Regions from separate parts of the Mus musculus genome. Here regions 1 and 3 are each linked to region 2. The links are chromatin contacts, called in public ChIA-PET and HiChIP or PLAC-seq maps. All regions are on one chromosome and are shown on one strand. Each heading gives the region's core, a stretch centred on a gene start, on an enhancer-like site or on the middle of the called end of the contact. The rest is flanking DNA. Distances are from core to core; before and after follow the strand shown. Region 1 overlaps Frmd4b (FERM domain containing 4B). Region 2 overlaps Frmd4b (FERM domain containing 4B). Region 3 overlaps Frmd4b (FERM domain containing 4B).

Region 1 (4,421 bases), core at 258-2,757, 95 kb after region 2:
ATTATCTATGTGAAAGAATCGGAATTCTGATACTTACTATTATGGAGCAAAAGCATCTTCATTTACATATCCTACCTCTCAAAACCCAGAAAGAACACAAAATATTGCCCCCTAACTCAGCGTTTCTCAGCCCCAGCTGGATCACTAGCTTTTTTGAAGTATGGAACTCTCCTGAGCATAGAAGTACAGGGCACAGTGTCTGCACTTTGTCCTGGCAGCATCCTCTCTTCCCATGTGATCACCAGCCAAGTCCCCTCCCACCACCAGATAGCCTGGAAGTGGGGTGAGGTGGGGAATAGTTCAGTTGCCCTGAGCTGCAAACCACTAGTAATTGTTGAGGGATATGCAGGTCACAGGGCACATATGTAATCCCAGTGCTTGGGAAGCTGAGGCAGGAGGATCAACATGGGTCTAAGACTAGCCTTGGCTGTGAAATCAAGCCCCATTTCAAGGGACTTGGTCCTATTCCACAAAATGGCTGCCATAATTGCCTTCTCTGTTCTTTTTAATCTGAAGTATACATGAATATTACTCTTTCCCTTCCTTTTCTCCTCCTCCTCCTCTTACTCCTCTTCCTTCTCCTCCTCCTCTTCCTGTTAAAAATACAACAAATGTCACTATAGATTCCCCCCTGACCAAAAAAAGAAGAAGAAGAAGAAGAAGAAGAAGTGATGTGCTATGATGCTATGCTGGCATTTTGGATCCTGACTATGGTTGCAGGTGAATCCCAGATCCATCCCTGCTGCCTGGGTGTCTTGTCAGTGGCCCTTCCCTTCTGTGAGCCTTTGTTTTCTCCTGGACGGGATTTAGCTTAAGACGGTGCTTCCATGTCTGGTTGTGGGGAAGGGTCAGTGCACATGGTTTTTGGTACCCCAGAAGGCATTAGCAATATCTTTATTCATCAGATATAACCCTCAGAATAGGTTAGTGCTGCCTGGTTTGCTTTGCTTCACATCATGGGATATGGGGGAATCACCCTCCCCGAGTGACTCATTGTTTGATGTACCTTAGTTGTGATTATCCTGAATTTAGTCATTTCCATTTGAATTTGTAGTTAAATGATTAACCTATAATACAGGAGCCAATGAAAAGTCCCAACTCCTTGTGCTATCTTTTCCTATCCCACCTTACTCTCAGACCTGGGTGATATGTAGTTGCAGTTTGTCATGATGTAAAAGAGAACTGGGTCCTTTCTGTCCAAAGTGCTCCCTATGAGGGGGGAGGGGGTCTTATGATCCTCCAGCAAACCCCTTGCCCTATGCAGCAGGTTCTCCAACATTCCTCTGCTTGTCAGGGCACATCATTTTTTTTCCTGGCTACTCCAGACAGAAGGGAGCTTGTTGCCCAGTCTATCTGTGGGACAGGCTGATGCCCCACCCTTCTGTTTTTCTATTCCTCTGTGACTGCCAGGTATGGAACAGAGGAACCGATTTCCTCCCTATAGGCTATGTCAGGAAACCACCCATGAGACCCACACTCCCTGCCCAGGATGCACCAGGAAACCACCCAAGAGATCCATGCTCCTAGTCCAGTGTGGTCATAGAAATTGAGAACTGGAGGCCTGGTGGATGACACAGCTATGTCAACAGAATAACTGAGCTGTTTCCTCCGTGGAAAGAAGATGTGGAGGCAGATAGCTACGGCTAGCTTTGTTTCTGCTCTTAAGTGGCTGCTGCCCATTTAGTAACAATTAGCTAAGTGTTCAGCAAGCCCTTCCTTCACAACACATTAGCTCAACCACTCACTGATGGATATGTTGAGCCAGGCTCTGGGCCAAGTACCCTACAAACATAAACTTGTATTTGGAGAACCTTTGGAGGCAGGCATCATTGGGCCGTTTAACAAAAGAGGAAACTGAGGCTTAGGAAAGCTAAGCACAGCTCTTGAGTAGTGGATTCGATTGTAAGCCCAGACCCTCAGGGCAGTCCTGTGTGTGCATGCCATGAGGGATGGGACCTGCTCACAGCTCAGCAACAATCACAGGACATTGCCCATAGGAGGTATTAAAAAATACTGTTGAAGCTGGGCGTGGTGGCGCACGCCTATAATCCCAGCACTCGGGGGGGGGGGGGGGCAGAGGCAGGCGGATTTCTGAGTTCGAGGCCAGCGGATTTCTGAGTTCGAGGCCAGCCTGGTCTACAAAGTGAGTTCCAGGGCAGCCAGGGCTACACAGAGAAACCCTGTCTCAATATATATATATAAAGTTGAGACAGGCTCAGTAGTGCATGTGTTTAATCCCAGCACTTGGTGGTAGAGGCAGGTAAATCTCTACGTTCAAGGCCAGCCTGGTGTGGTATACATCAGACCTATTTTCTAAAAGTCCCTCAGGGCTCCCACCCCTTCAAACTATCAGACTGTTTTGTTTTGCTTTAAGGTTTTATTTATTTATGTTTGTGTGTGAGTTTTTGCTTGCATGCGTGTCTGTGTTCCACATGTGTGCCTGGTGCCTATGGAGGTCAAAAGAGGTCAAACAACCTGGAACTAGTGTTACAGCTGTGAGCTGCCCTCTGGGTGCCGGCAATGAACTCCTCAGGTCCTCTGGAAGAACAGGCAATGCTGATTCACCTTGCCAGCCCCAAGTTCAGGTGGAGATATGGCAGAGGTGACCTCGGCTAGAATAATGGTTGATATCTACAAAATGCCTTAAATATTTAAGACACTCCTTTCTTTGAATGATGTGTCATAATGTAGCAAATATTTTTTTCCCTAAAGTCTTCAGATGCCTTTGTGTCTGAACAGGAAGAAGACTTCATGTGCATACGATATTTTTACACACGAGTTTATTTTCTAACAGTATTTGACGCTACCTACCATGGTCCCCTACCTCGGCGTTTAAATCCTGGACTCTTCCTCGTTTGAAGACAGAGGATGAGTGACTTTGAGATATGTCTTCCTGTTGTGATTTCTGGAAGATATCTTCCGTGACTCCCCCTCCTTCCATGTTTTATCCATTCCTTTACTTTTGTGATATCAGAGTAACCCAAGACACCGCCCGCTCGCCTGTATCTGCTTGCTTCTGTTGATTCCAAAGAGACAAGTAATCATTGCAAACGAGTCCAGAATAGAGAGACATTGGGGAGGCTTTGTCGACAGTCTTCCTTTCACACTTCCGCTCTTTCCCTTTTACAGCTAGCAGCATCAGGGAAACAGCAGATTCTCCACTGCATGGCTTCCACTAAGAGCACGTTGACAATGAACACTCACTCCAGCCAGCTTTAGAAAAACATGTCCTTTCCATATTCTGAACGCTATTGAAAACGAATCCCGTCCGTTGTCTTCCTCTTTCTTTAAAGTCTTCAGGATTAGCATTTTAAGTTGGGCAATTTTGTTTTTTCTGTTTGTGGTAGGAAGATTGCAAGTAGGTTTGTATACACGCATGCACACAAATGCTTTGCTGTTTTAACTCAAACGACACATACAATGCCTGACAAGTTACTACATCCAAGATGTGGTAAATCTGTAGTGTAAAGCTGCTTCCATTTTGCCTCCTTTTAAGCCCGAATCTTCTCCTCACATTCGGAATCCCATTGGCACCTTCGACATTTCTCAGAGATGAAGAGTCCTTCTTATCTGTTTCCGAGACTACTTCTCTAAGAAAGAGTTTCAAACCAGGCAGGTTGCCTTGGATATCTCCCTAGCCAATTTCCCTTTCCCCTTTTCATTAAATCTCCACATGATTTTGACCAGTTCTGGTTTATTCTTTGCTGTTAGGCACTGGGACCAGAGAAGAGCCTGTATCCTGGTTGAAATCCATAGTCGGTAGTCTGTTAGGATTTGAACACTAGTGCACCTTTAAACAACATCCACCCGCCTCCATTGGCCCTTCCAGACCCTCAGCCTCCTCCCCCTCACCCCTAAAAACAAGCACTCAGAAACACTTGAAAAGTGTACTGGAAGAATGATGGTACACACTTCATGGAAAAAAAAAAAAAACTGACCTATCAAACAACACTATCTTACATCTAACCACCAGCTAGATCAAGTGCAGTTACAATAAAAAGTATTTGTAGCCACTGTAAACGTTAATAGGATCGCACTGATAGGCACATGGAATTTCTAAAGGATTCTCCAGATGACAGACAGAGGTCTGGGCTCTGAACTGACAGACAGTCATTCATTTTATGTCAATTTTCTCATAATTTTGAGAAATAAGTATTATTTTTATTTTTGAATTATATTTTCATTTGAATTTGAGAATAAATGTTGAGGACTGACTTCCAGAAAGCACGAGAATCAGGCAAAAACAACAACAACAAAAACAAACAAACAAACAAACATGGACAGGGACTAATTCTGTCAGTTTAATTTCATCCCAGCTTTTCTCAAGCTGAAGTTTCATGGCCCACTTACTCCCTCTACATTCTACCCAGAGTCCATGTTGTTAGCAGTCCCAGGCCACCTTCATACTGTTCTGTCCAGGA
Region 2 (4,366 bases), core at 930-3,429:
TGACTATCAAAGTGAGTGATTTTTATATATGGGTCATTTTTTTTTTTGTAATGTGCAAGTTCCTCTTGACAAGCTTCTCCGGTTGGAAATTCTAGCTCACAAGTAGACGGGTACAGTAGGCGTGACAGACATTGCTGAAGTGGCCTCACGGCCCGTTGTCTTCCGTGCCTGGTGTGAGAGTGTGAGTGTTTCCAGGCAGCTGTGCCAGCACCGTGTGTTGCTGAACTTTCTGTGTCATCCTCGTCCTTTGCTTTGTTCTCGCAGGGGTCAAGAGAACTGGTTGCAGCTGGACCACAGAGTTCTGGAACATGATTTACCTAAGAAGCCCGGCCCAACTCTTCTGCACTTCGCTGTCAGGTACGCGTGAGTGCATCCAGCCTTCGCCGCCTTTCTTGCTTATTTTTATTTCTCAAGGTGTCTAGAAATCAGAGATAGTGAGTAAGAAGAGAAAAGACCCTATGAGAACATTACCATGAGAAAGAGATTGCCTACTGTCTTGGTTTAGGTTACCATAAAGATTATGTAGAGTTGTTTTCTTTGAAGATAAAGGAGAGAAGCATCCAGCTTTATTCCTCAAAGACTCTTAGAGTAAATGGAAGGCTGAGGAACCTGAGAGATTTATTTTAATGTTAAGCCTGGGGTCTTTTGTTGTGTTTTGTTTTTTCCTAATTCAATAAGCTATTAGGATTCTTCAAATCTGAAATCTGGCAAACACTTACCATTCTACTTAATGCTGGGAATAATGCGTGCTGGGGATGTTGAAACAACTAAGTTTCATGTAATTCCATGTCTTAATTGAAATCGAAGATACAATGCAAAACAACTGCACAAGGAAAGAATTATCCCAACCGCTCAAAGATCCAAATCGTCTCCTGCGGAGATGGACAAGGAGAACTCTACTGACCCGTGCCATGTCCTGTGAGCTCTGTTTGGGAAAGCCCCTCAGCAAAGTCCTAAGACCCATGCCTTTAACTAAATCAGGGATTTTCTCAGAGCTGGCCCACCAGGCAGGTATATAAACATTAATTATTACCAACCTAAGAGAAGTAGAATATTTAAAGACTAATCAACCCTCTTGCCCTCTCCATAGCTTAAGATACAAAACACTGCCAATGGAGACCACGGTTCCCGTTCTTATAGCCTGCCCCCACTTTAAACCCGATAGACAGTTTTACCACAACTTTGTATTGCTGGTAGATTGTTTATAAACCAAAGTTATTTTCATAAAGCTGATTCAGATGCCTTCACCGGGAAAGGCTCTTGCAACCAAGCCCGGCTGCCTGAACTTGATCCCTGGCTCACTTGTAATCCCAGCCCCAGTGAAGTCAAAACAGGTGGATCCCTGAGGCTTGCTGGCCAGCCAGCATAGACTGCTTAGTGAGAGCCCTTAGTAGTGAGGGACTCTGGGTGCAGGGTTTACACACACACACACACACACACACACACACACACACACACACATACAGACACACACACACACACGCACACACTGTATAGCAGTGAAACAAGAAAACAAACTCCAACAGTTGTCCTCTCTCCTCCACAGGCATGCACCCATACACGTAAACATGCGCACCCAGAAGAAATAAGTGTAAAACCATTTAAAACTAATTCAACATGAAGCATAGTCTAAGATCATGGGGAATTTTAATGACAATACATCTCATTTTATACTATGATGTTGGAAACCCCACCCCAACCCCTCTACTCCCTCCCTTCGCCTCCTCTTTTCCCTCTTTCTTCCTTCTTTTCCTTACTCCTCCTCCTCCTTCCCCTCCCCCTTCTTTCCCTCCTCCTTCCTATAATGTTCAGACAAAGAAAGTCATGGTGAATGTTTACAAATATCCAAATGTTTCCATTATTATTAACGCTCAAGAAGGAGGGTACCCAAAGTGACTTATATAGGTCTAAATCATAGCTGAAAGGTGTCCAAGGATCCTAAGGAAAACCTGTAGTACTGAAAGGGTGTGGTGTAAGGCACATGTGCCCAGAAGTGAGTGAAGGAGGGCCCCACCAGAAGCAAGGAGAACAATGCCCTTACCCTAACTCTAGGGTTAGGGTTAGGGTTAGGGTTAGGGTTAGGGTTAAGGCTAGGGCTAGGGCTAGGCTAGGGCTAGGGCTAGGCTAGGCTAGGGCTAGGGCTAGGGCTAGGGCTAGGGCTAGGGCTAGGCTAGGGCTAGGGCTAGGGCTAGGCTAGGGATAGGGATAGGGCTAGGCTAGGGCTAGGGCTAGGCTAGGGCTAGGATAGGGATAGGGATAGGGCTAGGCTAGGGCTAGGGCTAGGCTAGGGCTAGGGCTAGGCTAGGGATAGGGATAGGGCTAGGCTAGGGCTAGGGCTAGGCTAGGGCTAGGGCTAGGTCTAGGCTAGGGCTAGTCAGAAACTGAAGGGAAAGTTGGTGTGAATGAGGTACCTATAAGGAATGAAGTTAACCCTGTGAGTATTTCCAACTCTGAAAACACAGAATGAATGAGAAGTTCCTTTCCACAGGAAGTTCCTTCACCTCTCCTTTCCCACCTTGTGGGATAACTGGGTGGGTTTTTTACTGACTTACTGTTTGTATCTTACGAAGGATGGGGAGAATATCTGTTTCTTTGCTTGTGCATACTTCAGCTGGCCAGCCTCCTGCAAACACATGGGCTGCCCCTGGCTATGCTAAACTCTGGACACAGTCAACATCCTTCCACACTAATCTTTGTGGACACTCACCACGTTTTTGCTGTGTCACAGTACAGCCAAAGGAATGTGTCTTTGGAGAATCTTAACAAATACCATTTATTTAGTGACCACATTTGTGTGCCTGTTCTGCAGACAGCTGCTGAGGTCTAGCGTGTGCCTGAAAATTCCAGAGAGCAAACCCTGCCTCCCCTTCCTGACAGCCCCTCACAAGGCCTTGCTATCTTTTGCAGCAGGTTCCTGGAATTCCACAGCACTTGGCGGTGGCTTGTTCCTGGGACTTTGGCCCCTACTTAGCAGTTATCTCAAATGTCCTGTAGCTGCTTGGTGTTAACTTTCTCTTCTCTGCTAGCATAATTGAAACCCTTATCAAGGCTTTAATGATTCACTTAACTCATCCTCCAAACAAGACAGTGACATCATCATAGCCTTTATTCTTCAAAGCAGGCAGTTGTTACTCCTGTTAAAGAAATGATCGTGCTGAAGCCCACAAGGTAGAACTCTCTGCATCCTGAATGGGCTTCACTGAGGTCACAGAATGGAGGCTCACAGTCCAGGGACAGCTAGTGAATGGCTTTTGTCACAGTTGTTTGTCACAGTTGTTTGTCGGAGGTTCTCACACCACAATTAGAGAACACAGAATTGTTGGTGACATTTCCATCTGAAGAAAGAACCTGTCAGGTTGCTTGTTTTGACTAGAAAATGTAACCAGGGAACTCAAACTAGAATTTTTAGATTTTTTTTAACTAAAAAAAAAAAAGAAAGAAAGAAAGAAAGAAAGAAAGAAGGAAAACTTTAATATTAGGCTTACTTGTAATTCCAGACCCAGTGACGTTAATCTGGTGGATCCCTGAGGCTTGCGGGCCAGCCAGCATAGATTGCTTAGTGAGAGTACTTGGTAGTGAGCAACTCTGGGTGCAGGGGTCAGGAATATTACACACAGACACACACACACATAAATGCAACCAAAGATAGTATTTGGTTGTTTTGATCTTTGAATACTATAAAGGCATCTAAATTGCCAGGGGTCCCTCATGAGTGAACAGCAGGTGATAGGCTGGGAGAACACTGGGGGCCATAACGCATGGACATCTAGTAATGTGCTAGAAATACAGAGCACAGGAATATCAATAACATACTGGGATACAGAACACAGGGGTCTTTCATTCATGGTCATCAGTATAATGTGCTAGGGCATATTAGAGCATAGAAGCCCTTCATACAGGGCTGTGGTGATTTGAATACACTTGGCTCAGGGAGTGGCACTATTAGGAGGTGTAGCCTTGTTGGAGTAGGTGTAGCCATGTTGGAGAAAGTGTATCACTGTGGTCATCGGCTTTGAGACTCTCCTCCTAGATAACTGGGAGACAGTCTGCTCCTAGCTTTTTTTCAGTGAAAATGTAGAACTCTAGGCTCCTCCAGCACCATGTCTGCCTGGATTTTGCCATGCTTCCTGCCATGATAATAATGGACTGCATGTTTGAAAATGTAAGCCAGCCACAATTAAATGTTGTCCTGTATAAGAATTGCCTTGGTCATGGTGTCTCTTCACAGCAATGGAAACCCTAACTAAACCAGAAGTTGGTACCAGGGGCTATTGCTGTGATAAGCCTGACCATACTTTTGTTTGGAAAAATGTGGATTTGGGGGACTTTGGATTTGAAAAGCACTGGAATGCTTTAAGTGGGCCTC
Region 3 (4,271 bases), core at 249-2,748, 120 kb after region 2:
ATCAGGCTCTGCTTCCAAATTGTACCCTTGTCATCTCCTGGATCCACCCTTCTGCAAAGCTAGCCTCTTCCACCTCCTGCTAGCTTCACCCTCCACTTTTCAGTCAACAATAGAAAACGCCCTGCCTTACCAGTGGCCAGTGTTGCCTTCAGCAGTCAAGTCTTGACAAGTGACCTGGCTGAAGGCTTTTCCTCCACATTCCTCTCGACGGATTCTCAAGTACCATCTGGTCGGATCTGAAGCCCAGGTGGCAAGGTTCTCTCCCTTTGAGAATCCACTCCCTTTTCCTTCTGGGCTACTTCAAAACGGGTGTTCTTGAAAATAATTCTGTCTTCCCTTTGGACTAACTCCTGTTAATAGTAATACTTACCATGTTGCGAGCCTTTATTCTGCACTAGGCTAACTATGTTCATCATAACCTTCAGTCCTGGTGCTGTCACCACAGAAAATGTACTTACCCTCTCCACAATAAGAAAACTGAAGCTTCAAAAGGAGGAGCTATTTGCCCAAGTCACTCAGCCGGCTATTAACCCAGAAAATTGAACTGATTATCAATTCTGGCTCAGATAGGGGTTTCTCGTTCTCAGAGGTAGAACAGAGGCAAGGCCTGGACCCACCCCCTCAGCAGTGGCAAACACAAAACTAAACCCAGGCTTCCATCTCTCTGCTCTGCACATACCGGAGTGTGAAGCAACCTGAACAGATTTAGCTTGGAATAGTTCAACTAACGTTCTCTCTCTTTCTGTTCTCATTTCTAGTGTCTTCCACAAATGCTTCTGGGAACTGGAGGACCCAGTTAACCATTGGGCTATCTGAATATGAAAATCCAGTGCATTCTCCCTACACCAGCTACTATGGCAGCATCTACAATCCCTTGTCCTCTCCGAGCAGGTGAGAAAGTGTTGGCCAGGTTCTCGGAGCCTGGTCCTCTTTGAAGGACGTGTGGCTCCTACACTGCAGCCTGGTGGTGAAGAGGCATAAAGTGGGATTTGGTAAACAAGAGCCTACAGGCCCAACCCAACTACCACCATATTCAGTAAATAGTGTTACACTGGAAAGTGGCTATGCTCATTACTCTACCTGTAAGCTGTGTGTGTGTGTTCACACTCTGAGGACAAAGATAAATGGCTGTGACAAATAAGACATGGCTAGCAAAGCCAAAAATACTTTTGACTTCTAAAGTTTCCTGAGCTCCATGTAGCTCACCCAAATTCAGCTCTATCTCTTACAGCTGTACACTTTAAAGTCATAGTCTCAAAGCCGGGCTGCTCCTTCTGGTCTATTTTAAGGGTGTGCTTAAAACTGTATTGTGGATAATGTCCATTTAAGTCTTTTCTGGGAAAGAGAAAACCTACACACACACACACACACACACACACACAAAACCAATCTCTGTCCTCCAGTCAAGCTCTTTGTATCAAAGTCCAGCTAACAGTTGTTGAGTTGGATTTCGCCACTTGCTGTGTTTTGTGATCACTAAGACACGGTGGACACAGCCAGCTGTCCTGTTTGTCTTCTGATGTAGCTCCTTGTAAACAGCGAAGGGAACACACGGGCACAGTGCTTGACAGTGCGACTTTAAAGAAACGTGACTTCTTCCGATGAGCACGTGACTCCCCTGGCATAGATGCTAGGCAGGTGGATGGAGCAAATGGTCGTCGTATCATCTCGGGCCTGTTAAAAGGAACTCTTCGGAGGAGGAGAAGTTAGCTTCACTCCTTCCTCTTATCTCTGCCGCCCTCACCCAGAGTGCTGTGAAGACACGCATTTTCTGGGTTTTTAAAAACTTGCTCTTGCTGTAGAGACTGCAGTCTGTACAGTGTCTGTGCTATTGAACTGGGCAGGTCGGCAGCACCCCACGGAGGCAGCTGGTGTTCCGAGCTAATTGGAAGTATTCACTCCTCCCGTCCTTGTTTTTCTTCCCCACATTCCATGGCGTTTTTCTTGGCTTGAAATATTAAGCCAATTGTCTCAACCCAACAAAGGGTGTGCTCAAAATAGACTTTTGGTGAAACTGTACTTCACAGGGCGTCAGCGGGCTGGGACTTGTATAAATAATGCTTAAAAATGAGTTTGCAGCAGGATCCAAAATTCATGGCCCCAAGTCTGATCTGAACCCTTTCAACACAGCTAATATATTTGCAGATATTTTCCGTAATTGGACAATGTTTCCCTCCGTTCTGCAGAGTCAGTGCACAAGTGGTTCCGATATCTTTTAACACTGCGTTCATTGAATCCAGGAACTGCTAAACATTCTGAGAAGAAAACTTTTTTTTTTTTTACCAAGTCTGCTTATGTATTTCAGTAAGACCAAGATGACTGAATAGAGGAGCTGTGTCAAAGGGGACATAGTGTGCAGGAAATTGGAAGCTATTTAAAGCTCCATTGTGGTGTGGGTGGGTGTTCACACTCACAGGCCCTCATTGTGGAGAACATAAGGGAAATAATAAAGAACTAGAAAGATAACAATGGAGCTGTAATCTCACCAACCAGAGACAGGAATACTAACATTTGACACATTTCTCCATTTCTCTCTGTCCATTCTAACATGATCATAATGATATAGTAAATACAGTTTTGCATCTTATATTATGTATAAAATTATACATCTCATTCTCAAAATTTTGATATCATATAAATACATTCCTATGTAGTTAAACTTTTTTGGGTGGTTTGGATTTTTTTTTCAAGACGTGGTTTCTCTGTGTAGCCCTGGCTGCCCTGAAACTTAATTTGTAGACCAGGCTGGTCTTGAATTCAGAGATCCACCTGTCTCTGTCTCCTGAGTGCTGGGATTAAAAGCAAGCCCACCGCCTAGCTAAAAGTGTGTTTTGTAAGTTCCTGCTTTTCAGATGAATGACAACATTTATGGCACAGAAATAATAGAAGCACATATTTCAACCTGCCCTATGTAGGATTTAAAAAAAAACAAAACTATGATACAATCTGATTTTTTAATTTAATTCAATTTAATAAACCAAACACAACAATAACCATTCATAAAGTTTCATAAATTTGCCTTAAGACTACATGATGCATTTTTAAATGTAAACATGTTTTTAAAGCTGCTGTGGTGGTTCATGCTCTTGAGAAGCTAAGGCAGGAGGATTGCTGCAAATTTGTGGTCAACCTAAGCTACATAATAAGATTAAAATCAGTGAAACCCTGTCTCAATAACCATAGCAAAAGGCATGATTTCTAAATCAGAGACAGAATACATCTTGTGAAAATCTTGTAATGAACACCATCTTTTACAATTAACATATTCGTTATGCTGATAACGGGGAGAGACAAAATAAATTTCATAACGTACAAGAGTAACTCTAGATTGTCCACACAATTGTCTTAAAATGCTCAGCAACATATGAATGGGTTGTTCTTGTTGTTTTTTTTTTTTTTTTAAATAAGCTCGGTTATTTACAGAAAGCTAGGAGTTTTTATTGGCAATTTTTCCCCAGTATGGTTTGGTAAAGTTGGTATCAGTGAACTCCCAGAAGCAGACGAATCTCTGCTCAACTGCTACAGTTTCCAGACGAACTTGTTTTCTTTCACTTCCTGTCTTCCTCTCCCTTTCCTGTTCCTATCTAACGTCCCCCATCACTAGGCACACTCACAACCGAGGCCCTCTGTCGCAGAGGATGGCTGTGTCTCCAGAAGTGAGATCAGTATTAAGCTCGGCCTTGCTCAGTGTAGCCAGCCGTAGTAAGTACTCTGCCCATCGCTTCTTTCTCTACAGCAGGACTTTCACCTGCCCTGGCTGCTGTGTGAGGTTGTGAAATCTGACTTGGCTTTGACATTTCCTGAAAACACTAAAAATCCTAAATTTACATAGTATTTCTTCCCAAAGCGCTCCTTCCAACGACTTTTTACTTGGCTTTACTAAAAGCCTTTGGAATTGAAAACAGAAGCCTACTAACTAACTAACCTCTTCTTAACCTACTGTTAAAGAAGTGGTTTGCATCACTGAACTGTTTGTATGATAGACTGTGCTTGTTTGAATATACCATCCAAATATGTGTGTTTCTTCCCCTTCCCCACCCCAGCAGTGTTCAGACCAAAATGCTTATATGATGTCATTTCCTGGGTCACTGACAATTTATATTTGGCCCATAAACCCTCAGGATATGATATCCCAAACTATCCCTGCTAACTTTTAAGTGTTTATCTTACTCCTGAGAGAAGCACATAATTTATTCTTTTAATTAGAAGAGTTGCCCCAAATATGCCCTTTTTTTAAGAGTTAAAATAAGATTACTTAAAAAATTAAGAAG

Evidence for each region. ChIA-PET counts read pairs in DNA pulled down with a chosen protein or histone mark. HiChIP or PLAC-seq counts read pairs in DNA pulled down with a chosen protein or histone mark.
Region 1: an HNF4G HiChIP or PLAC-seq map of pancreatic cancer cells shows a contact between it and region 2. The contact joins two enhancer-like sites. A contact is called at or near these places in 4 of 15 datasets of contacts at CTCF or cohesin (CD8 T cells, embryonic stem cells, liver and 1 more), 19 of 484 Hi-C or Micro-C datasets (the HL-1 cell line, Sertoli cells, Th1 cells and 11 more), 19 of 115 datasets of contacts at active chromatin or transcription factors (CD8 T cells, the SCID.adh cell line, T-cell acute lymphoblastic leukemia and 13 more) and 4 of 9 other capture datasets (adipose tissue, embryonic stem cells, liver and 1 more).
Region 3: a contact with region 2 is called in an H3K27ac ChIA-PET map of liver, with 6 times the contacts expected there. The contact joins two enhancer-like sites. A contact is called at or near these places in 3 of 15 datasets of contacts at CTCF or cohesin (CD8 T cells, the NIH/3T3 cell line and large pre-B cells), 54 of 484 Hi-C or Micro-C datasets (the AML12 cell line, B cells, CD8 T cells and 41 more), 14 of 115 datasets of contacts at active chromatin or transcription factors (the 230-238 cell line, CD8 T cells, the HPC-7 cell line and 11 more) and 4 of 9 other capture datasets (adipose tissue, embryonic stem cells, liver and 1 more).

What each region holds. Positions count from the first base shown.
Region 1 is chr6:97,312,732-97,317,152 of GRCm38.p6, reverse strand. All of the region lies in intron 11 of Frmd4b (FERM domain containing 4B), which reads left to right. Among named protein-coding and RNA genes, the nearest start is that of Gm32191, 62 kb to the right of the region's middle. Within about 2 kb of position 1,507, at least 28 of the 459 cell types and tissues checked have an H3K27ac peak or open chromatin away from gene starts, as enhancers often do. A contact at or near this core is called in pancreatic cancer cells, where this site is marked.
Region 2 is chr6:97,408,479-97,412,844 of GRCm38.p6, reverse strand. It overlaps Frmd4b (FERM domain containing 4B), which reads left to right. Exons shown (of 23, transcript NM_001346637.1): 4 at 265-357. Among named protein-coding and RNA genes, the nearest start is that of Frmd4b, 77 kb to the left of the region's middle. Within about 2 kb of position 2,179, at least 61 of the 459 cell types and tissues checked have an H3K27ac peak or open chromatin away from gene starts, as enhancers often do. A contact at or near this core is called in astrocytes, liver, muscle stem cells and 2 more, where this site is marked.
Region 3 is chr6:97,288,983-97,293,253 of GRCm38.p6, reverse strand. Frmd4b (FERM domain containing 4B) reads left to right here. Exons shown (of 23, transcript NM_001346637.1): 22 at 759-891. Among named protein-coding and RNA genes, the nearest start is that of Gm32191, 38 kb to the right of the region's middle. Within about 2 kb of position 1,498, at least 34 of the 459 cell types and tissues checked have an H3K27ac peak or open chromatin away from gene starts, as enhancers often do. A contact at or near this core is called in astrocytes, liver, muscle stem cells and 1 more, where this site is marked.